Linked DNA regions of Mus musculus: regions 1 and 2 are each linked to region 3. Evidence: chromatin contacts called from public HiChIP or PLAC-seq and promoter capture Hi-C data. All regions are on one chromosome and are shown on one strand. Each heading gives the region's core, a stretch centred on a gene start, on an enhancer-like site or on the middle of the called end of the contact. The rest is flanking DNA. Distances are from core to core; before and after follow the strand shown. Region 1 has its middle 29 kb from the start of Gm41934. Region 2 holds the start of Tsn (translin). Region 3 holds the start of Tfcp2l1 (transcription factor CP2-like 1).

The links. HiChIP or PLAC-seq counts read pairs in DNA pulled down with a chosen protein or histone mark. Capture Hi-C pulls out chosen DNA fragments and counts their contacts.
Region 1: a contact with region 3 is called in an H3K4me3 HiChIP or PLAC-seq map of stem cell-derived neural progenitor cells, with 2.7 times the contacts expected there. The contact joins the enhancer-like site here to the promoter of Tfcp2l1 in region 3. A contact is called at or near these places in 11 of 39 promoter capture datasets (the 3T3-L1 cell line, the HPC-7 cell line, HPC-7-derived erythroid cells and 6 more), 5 of 484 Hi-C or Micro-C datasets (embryonic stem cells and nephron progenitors), 4 of 115 datasets of contacts at active chromatin or transcription factors (embryonic stem cells and stem cell-derived neural progenitor cells) and 1 of 9 other capture datasets (embryonic stem cells).
Region 2: a contact with region 3 is called in a promoter capture Hi-C map of pancreatic islet. The contact joins the promoter of Tsn here to the promoter of Tfcp2l1 in region 3. A contact is called at or near these places in 7 of 39 promoter capture datasets (the C10 cell line, cranial neural crest, hippocampal neurons and 4 more), 1 of 484 Hi-C or Micro-C datasets (B cells), 3 of 115 datasets of contacts at active chromatin or transcription factors (the 230-238 cell line, embryonic stem cells and large pre-B cells) and 3 of 9 other capture datasets (adipose tissue, liver and pancreatic islet).

Annotation. Positions count from the first base shown.
Region 1 is chr1:119,096,745-119,099,538 of GRCm38.p6, reverse strand. No RefSeq gene overlaps it. Among named protein-coding and RNA genes, the nearest start is that of Gm41934, 29 kb to the left of the region's middle. Within about 2 kb of position 1,353, at least 12 of the 459 cell types and tissues checked have an H3K27ac peak or open chromatin away from gene starts, as enhancers often do. A contact at or near this core is called in stem cell-derived neural progenitor cells, where this site is marked.
Region 2 is chr1:118,309,872-118,312,667 of GRCm38.p6, reverse strand. It overlaps Tsn (translin), which reads left to right and starts at 1,322. Exons shown (of 6, transcript NM_011650.4): 1 at 1,322-1,667. The coding sequence starts at 1,602.
Region 3 is chr1:118,626,574-118,629,319 of GRCm38.p6, reverse strand. Tfcp2l1 (transcription factor CP2-like 1) reads right to left here and starts at 1,375. Exons shown (of 15, transcript NM_023755.2): 1 at 1,218-1,375. The coding sequence starts at 1,279.

The DNA.
Region 1 (2,794 bases), core at 104-2,603, 470 kb before region 3:
AGCTCCTTCCCCCTGCCTATCAGTTCTGGGAATACTTCTTTCTGATGTTCCCCCCTCCCCTCCTCTGCTTCTGGCCATAGTCTCTTTTCTTAAAGCTGTGATCAGCCAGCCACTCTAGCATCACAAGGGCAAGAGAGACATGTGCTGGGGTCTGGGCTCAGGTCCCACCTACCTGTCTCCTCTGACTGGACCTCCCCATTTTGTGTTTGCAACGTGGAGCAGACTGAGGAATAGCAGGCTCAGGAGATAGCTCAGTAGGCAGGCTTCCTTGCCTGAGTTGTGCTCCCTCAACCAATGTAAAAGGCTGGGCATGGCCCCGTGTACCTGTTACCCAAGCACTTGGAAGATGCAGAGACTAGAAGACCTTTGGAGTTTGCTGGCTACCAACCTAGCTCCAAGTTCAGTAGGAGACCTTATCCTAAGAGAATAAGACAGAGTGTGATAGCAAAGGAACCTGGTGTTCGCCTCCAGCTCCAGCACAGACAAGAACACATACACCCCCACATACATGTGAATACATTATACAAGCATGTGCACATGCGTGGGAACACACATATATCCACACTAGCTTTGGGGCCCCCTAAACTCCTGTAACACAGCTTTAGACCCAAATAGCAAACTGGGAGCCTCAGTTGCCCTATGATACCCCCCTCCAAGATTGAGAAAATGGATGTCAAGTGACTGTGTAGAATCTTCCCGTTCCGTGACAAGGAAACAACATGGCTGCTTGTTGCAGTCAGTGCTCCCAGCATGAGACCCCCAGGTCAAGACCTTCTGTTTTCACCAGAAGACCCCATCAAACACCAAGCCTCCAGGTGAAGAAAGGGATTATCAGAGAAGACAAATGACTTGCCCCAATGTCACCAGCTGCCAAGTGGCAGAGCTGGCTGTGATTCCAGATTGGAGTCCCCCCTGCCCTCAGAAACAAGCCATCCTCAACCTTTTTCTTTAGGGAGCACTGGAGGACTGATTGACCCCTTGGGCTCCTTACTCCCTAGTCTCGGCTTGTCTTCAGCCTCTCTGGTCCCCATCCCTTCCAAACCTCAAGCTCGGAACAGGAGTCTGTCCAGATGGGCGTTTGCTTGCCAGCCCCACCTCCAGCCGTGTGACCCTCCTAATGCCAAGGGCCACCAAACACACGGGGGCCAGAGAAGGTCTCCAGGCAAAACCAGGACAGGAGCCAAACAGTGGCTCTGCCCTTCTCTCACAACGGTGGCTCTGGGCTGGGCACTGCCCTGGGAGCCAGAAGGAGAGGCGGTGCTGTCCCTGGCTGATCCCCGGTGCACAGGTGTTCTCTACAGCCCAGGGAAGGGAGGAGGGGGGCTGGGCAGCAAGGCCGCAGGCGAAGAGCTGCGAAGAACTATCTGTTGTTTCCTCCTCGGGCTCCGGGAACAATTCCCCTTTGAGCTTCTTGGCTGAGGTAGCTGAGAGAGTCTTTCTCCAAGGCTGATCTTGACAGATTGATTTATCTGTTTCGGTAACTTGGCCTTCCTGAGAAAGTGAGGCTCTGAGCCAGGCTGCCTGGGGACCAACCTGGGGAGCTGGAGAGCCTGCTCTTTGGGCTCAAGAGCAGACCCTGGGTTCCTCTCCCTGCCCTTACTGGAACCAAGGAGGTGAGGGGCATTTCACCAACTGCAGCCTGGCATCTATAGGCAGGTGGCTCCACCTCAGTTCCCCAGCCCCTGCTCACACGTGGGTGTCTTTGGTCCCATTTTATACCTGGGAAGATCACTACCCAGGACCATAGGGAACAGAGGTAGAGAACCGGACAGGAACTCAGAGCTCTGCTTCCTCCATATCAATCCTCATCTGCCTCAAAGAGGACCTTAAACTTGAACCTCAGAGGGAAGCTTACCAGCATGGCCTCCCCAGCTGGGGCCCGGCCCTCCTGCCTGCCCTTCCCAACGTTCCCTGACTTAAGCTTCATGCTCCAGCCCAGACTTGCTTTGCCTTAGCGCGCGCGCACGCGCGCACACACACACACACACACACACACACACACACGCCCCATGCATACCCACTTGCTTGTCTCCCATCATTCTGTCCACACCCCAGGCAAGGCCAGGCACTGAGGGAGGGTTCCTATATGTTGGGAAAGGAAGGAGGGAGGAAATGAAAGATTGGAAGGAAGGAGAGAGGGTGAGAGAAGAGAGAGGAGGGCAAGGAAAGGTGTGAGGGGAGAAGGGGGAGGAAGGACAGAGAGAGTGGAAGTGACATCCCAGAATCCCTGAGCCCACCATGACGTCTGTACACTGGCTGCCTATAGCTTAAGTATCATGTTTAAGAGACAGGAAAAGAGCCCGATGCTGTCTTGAGTGGAGTCCTTGGACTCTGTCCTGAGTTTGGATACTGGTGTGAGGACAGGAAGCTGCCGTTTCTCTTTCCTCTGCACACACCCTAGCTGCCCTGGGCTATGGTCTGAAGTCTAGGCAGCCTCAAGTCCGTCCAGCCGAACTGCTGAGCTGAGGGTGTCACTCTGCCCACTTCCTGTCTGAGCAATGACATTGCAGGGTCAGGGGCACCTGGGACTGGCTGCCTGTTGCTCTCCTCTCTAATCCCAAACTGAATAGCCTGAGATGGTTTTAGCAGAGCCCCAGTCCTGCTCCAGCCACCTCTGTAGGAATCCACAGTCCCTCCTCAGAGGGGACACACTCATCCACAATGCCCTTTGACTCCATCAGCAGTGAGCTGGGTCCACAGCCACAGGCCTGGCAGAGCCCTCAGGCCCCCAGAACCCGGCCTGCTTGCTTCAACCTCCTGCACAGACCTAAGCTTTATTTCTGAAAGGGGAGTT
Region 2 (2,796 bases), core at 73-2,572, 320 kb after region 3:
TGGGAGGCTGAGGCAGGCAGATTTCTGAGTTCGAGCTGAGGCAGGCAGATTTCTGAGTTCGAGGCCAGCCTGGTCTACAGAGTGAGTTCCAGTACAGCCAGGGCTACACAGAGAAACCCTTTCTCGACCCCCCCCCCCAAAGAATATTTCTTACTAAGTTATGAGGAAACTGGGTCCAGAACATGATCAAAAACAGTTCCTGTACAAGTGGGTGTCTTGGCTAGTTCCTGCTCCTTCAAAGAATGGTTCTTTTGTAGTTAAAATAGATTTTCTGGGCTGGGGGAGAGTATGAGACTGTCCATCAAAGATTACACATTTATTTACTTGGTGTGTGTGTGAGTGTAGTGTGTGTGTTTGAAGAGGACAACTTGTGGGAGTTGGTTCTTTCCTTCCATCAGACTGTCAGTCTTGGTGACAAACCTTTAACTGCTAAAGTTTGTCAATCTCTCCCTTTCGATGGTTAAGAGCCCTCACGCCACCACAGACGATACTCTTTCAAAGAAATAACAGGAAGTACTCCATCCAAGCTCATTCAGAAAGTGCACTCGGTGATCAGGTGGAGAAGCAGCTGGCAGGAGCTACAAGGTGAACTCTGGCCTCTTCAAGACTGCTCAAGACCAGAGAGATCTTCATGATACTCATTGGGAGGATAGGATAGCTGTGAGGCAGATCATGTACAAGGACTTCAAAGCCCTGAAGCACGTTCATAGCTGAAGTGTAGTCCCTGGTTGAAGGTTACAGTAACACGCTTTTCTTTTCTTTTCTTTTTTTTTTTTTTGGTAGATTTATTTATTTTATGCATATGAGTACATTGCATTTCAGACACACCAGAAGACGGCATTAGTTCCCATTATGGATGGTTGAGAGCCAACATGTGGTTGCTGGGAATTGAACTCAGGACCTCTGGAAGAGCAGTCGATGCTCTTAACCGCTGAGCCATCTCTCCAGACCCGAAGATAATATTTTTATTCATTAATATTTATTTAGATTATAGTCTTTTATTATTTTTCATTTATCGGATTACATTCTCTCGCCATTCTTCCCCATTCAGTTTATGCATGCTCTTTGTTGAGCAGACAGAAGTATAACTTCCCTCCCTTGCTTGAAGTACACAGATAACATGGATAAGCAAACCGCGCCACTCGCTGGCCCCGCCTTCTACGAGCCAAGTGTCCCTAAGGACCCCCCCCCCGCCCCCCCAACCGGCTGTTTTCCTAGATGCCTATCTGCGAATCCCCACCTCCTTAATTGGAGCTGCCTATCAGCCGGCCTACGGCCACGGGCCACTGAAGCCCCTACGTAGGGCTGTTTCCGGAGATGCCTACGTGCGGGCGGCAGGCGAGGCTCGGCCCTGCCGTCGGGATTCTGGGCAAGAGCGCGGCACGGGACTGTGCGCGCGGCGCTTCAGGCATTGCGGCGGGCAGCCCGGGCTCCGGTGCGCCGCGGGTGTGGGAAGACCCCGGCGCCAGCCTTGGCGCAAGGGCTAGTGGACGCGGCAGTGGCGACGGCGACGGGCGTTGCGAGCGAGTCCGCTACTTGTTTGTGGGTCGTACTTCTTCGGCGGTGCTCCGGTGCTGACTGATTGTAGGGCAGCCAGCGCCATGTCTGTGAGCGAGATCTTCGTGGAGCTGCAGGGCTTTTTGGCTGCCGAGCAGGACATCCGAGAGGCGAGCCCCCTTCCTCCCCATCTCCTTTTTTTCTTTTCCTAGCCAGGCTGGTCCAGTTGGCCTGGTCCTGCTCGGTCTCTCGTTTTCAGGCCCGATGGGTTTAGGTTAGGCCGCCTCTTGGTTCCGGATTCGACTTCTCAGCGTCATGTACCTCTTAGAATATCACCTTTCCTAGTTCAGTATTCCAGTCCCAGGCTCGGTTAACGCCCGTGGCTAACCAGCACATCTTTTCTATATTGGCTGCTGGTATTTTTTTTTTTTTAAATAGCACTTGCGGTCTTTCTTTAAGCAAAAAGCTCTTCTGTAGCTTCTCATCCCGCATAAAAAATTTAAAAAAAATCTAGATTCTCCGGTGGCTCACAAGGTCTCTTTCCCCGCTCTCCTTTTATTTACACTCGTTACTGTGTGTGTGTTTAAGTTAACTTTTTATTCGTCTAATGCTCCAGATATTGCTCTGTCTGAGGACCCTTGGTTGTATTATCTGCTTTTGCTGGAATTAGTTTATTTTCTGCTCTCTGGCTGTTTTCCTTTTGCGCGTGAGACAGGATCTTGATGTGTAGTAGCCTTGGGTGACCTCGAACTCGAACCTGTAGCCTTCAGCGTTTTCAGTGCTGAAATTAACACGTGCAAAATTTATAGTCCTTATTTTGACTGCTTTTCTGTTAGCTCCTAAAATCGTGAGAAATTGAGAAAAAAAAACCCATTTATCCGTCCTATTGCTAGAAGGAGTTGCTTGCGTCTCTGATGTTTGCATAATGCCCATAACTAAATGTGCTCAGAGAATGTGTGCAAAATGAATGAATGAAAATCAGTCACCACTTTGTATTTAAGTTTTTGTTCTATAGAGAACATTTACATTGTCAGTTATTCATTTATATAGTGTCTCAGTTGGGTTCTTGAGCAGGTGGCTATTTTTCTTTCACGGCTACTTGTAGAATTTGAGGCTTTTTTAGCAGCTCCTTGAGTTGTGACAAGAAGAAATTACTGGAAGAGTTTGGATTCACACCTGAAGAATCCCTTCTTGTGAAAGTCTGAGAGCTGTGACTGAATGTGAGGGTGTGGTAGCATGTTTGTAGGCGACTCTGCTGAAGATTACACTGACCTTATCTGGCTTTTGTTTTTAATTCTC
Region 3 (2,746 bases), core at 126-2,625:
AACCACACCACGCCTCAAACAAGGATAATGTTTTATGCAACTAGATTTCAAATACTTCCGCTCAAGGTCACCTTCAACTTCATTTTTAAGATAGGATGAGATTAAATACCTAATGGCTACTCACAACAATCCAAAAGAAACCACAGGTAACCCTATAGAGTGTAATACAGTTAGCATATATTTATTCTATAGCAATTTTAACTGTGGGCTCAACACCACCACCGGGATCTGCAGTCTCATGTCCCTAGTTTGATTACCATTTTCAATGGTTTGGAGTTATTTTTTAAAAGAAAAAAAAAAAAAAACTGAAGATACACCAGTGAAACCTGGCCAACCCTCGGCTTTCTAAGAAGGGGCATGTCTTCCTAGAGGAGTTCTGAACATACATGAATCAGAAGCCAGGAAGTACAAATAACAAAGAAATCCAAAAGAGGAGACTTGGGGGGGGGGTCCAAAGAAGCACTTAAGGGTCTGTAGTTAGGGCTGACAGCCCCTGGGATGTCTTCTTGAGCCCACATCAAACACACTTTGGGTTAAGTACGGCACATATAATAAACTGTGACTAGGATGGAAATAAAGACAGGTTGAAGCTGGTTCTGGCGAGTTCAGAAAAAGAAATGCCTGCCTATTAGCCCTGCAGCCAGCTGCACCATAGCGAGGGGGATAAAAAAATCAAAGAATCCCGGAGTCACCAAAGCAATTTGGGGAGGTGAGGAAGTTCTATTTCCTAAAAGAGGGAGTTCAGAGAACTTTGCAAAATCCCGCGGGACCCTCTTCCCTTAAAGTGCGCTAGCGAAATCCCCACAGAAGAGGAGATTTCTAGGGGCCATACCAAGTTGACCCCGAGCAAGGGCAGCCACCCCCTGAAGCCCGAGCCCTCAGGGCTGCAGCGCAGACCTGCTCCCGCTATCCACCTGTGGGCCCAAGGGCCGAGAAGAGCAAAGAGCGGGCGGGGCCTGGCTTCCCGGGACACTCCAGCTCCTGATAGATGAGGCAAGTTTATTTCTCCTATTGGAGTGGGGAAGGGAGAGGAAAGGCGACGAAACCCGGCTGGGGACACAGCGAGTGGCAAGGAAACCTCGAAGAAGCAGCCCGCGGGCATCAGTGCGCCTCTTCCCCGACCATTCCCTAGGGGCCTCCCGGAGGGCCCTTCTCTGGAGGCCTGAGGTTAGTCAGCGCTCGGACCCCGATCGTAGGCAGGTGTTGCCACGTCTTACCGCAAGTAGCTGCCAGAGTTGTGCTGGTTGTAGTGTTCGGGCTGCGTGTGCCAGAACAGCATGGCTGAGGCTTCCGCAGCACCGGCCGGGGCGTGGCACCGAGCTGGACGCGGCAACCCTGGCCGCCGTCCACCTTTAAGCAGCACCCACTCGAACCTGAGTGGGCTGCGGCCGGCGCCTTTTATAGGCCGTCAGGTGGGCGTGGCATTAGGGGCGTGGTTATTGCAGGGCCGTCCCTACGGCTAGCACGGCCGGAGGGAGGCGCTGAGCCGCACCTGCCGGAGCTGTGCCTTTCTGGGAGCTGGCACTTGCTTAGCTACTGACCCTGGGGACACAGCCACTCTCGCTGTGGCCTACTGGCCTCTGAGCTTCCACGCTGAGCCCAAGGCAGTTGCTCAGGGCGAGATTGTGGCCAGGAGCACCTAAGCACTCCCCTTAACGTTTTTGTTTTTCCTCGCTCTGAACACTGACCTTATACCCTTTTTTCTCTGTTGCTTTTACTTGTCTTTAACTCCATGACTAGCTCACTGAGCATATCATACATGAAGTCACCTAGCATACACAAAGCTCTAAGCCCAGGTGTGGTACAACAGGTCTCTAATCCCTGCACTGGTAGAGGCAGGAAGATCCAAAATTCAAGGTCATCTTCTGCTGCACAGTATATAAAATAAAATAATAAAAATAAACTTAAAAGAGATGCCTGGGCCTCTTACTCAGAGCCCAGAATCAGTCCTTAGTCTGAGTCCAGATGAGCCTAGGAAGCATCAGAAAAGAAAGTTTCAGACAGGTTTGTGACAGTCCTTCTTTGACAAACTGGGCTCGTGTGACATGCAGAAGAGTTTAGGAGATGGGATGAAGTGTCCAGGTGTCAGAAACACGGGAGGCAACGGGAGGTAAGATTCTCTTTCCACTTCCTTTAATAGGGTTGTTTTTAAGTCTCTGTGTGTGGGTGGGTGGGTGGGTGGGTGTGTGTGGGAAGGACACTGTGCCTTAGTGTGTGTGCAGTGTAAACAGCTTGCAGGAGTCATTTCTTTTTCTTCTACAATGGGAGTCTGGCTATGCAACTCAGCAAGGACCTGTGCTGTGCTGCTGTGCCTGCCACCTTTCTGCTCCTTTAAGATTTTGGATGTTCTTTATAATTGGCTTTTGGAAAGTCGAGTCTGCCTGAATGTGAACAGTAGTAGGCCATGGGTAGATGGGCAAGCAGAAAGGTACACAGTTCCTAGAGGTGAACCCACAGGGTGATGTCTCAGGACCTCATTAGGCATACGTTCTGCTTAATTGAATGAGTCTATAAAGACTTCCTGGGCCTGCAAGCATAGGCACACAAGTCCCCCTTCCTTTGCTGGCTCTGCACTGTCTCCAGCCACAGGTTGCTGCTCTGTGAGAAACCCTTGGGATACTCCCTGTCTGCCTCTCCAGGGACCACCTCTGCTGCTCTTGATGCTCCTAGAGGTCACATGTGTCAGGGGTTGGGCAACATTCCTGTAGCTATCACACCCAACTCTGTGGATGTGTGACAATGCAAA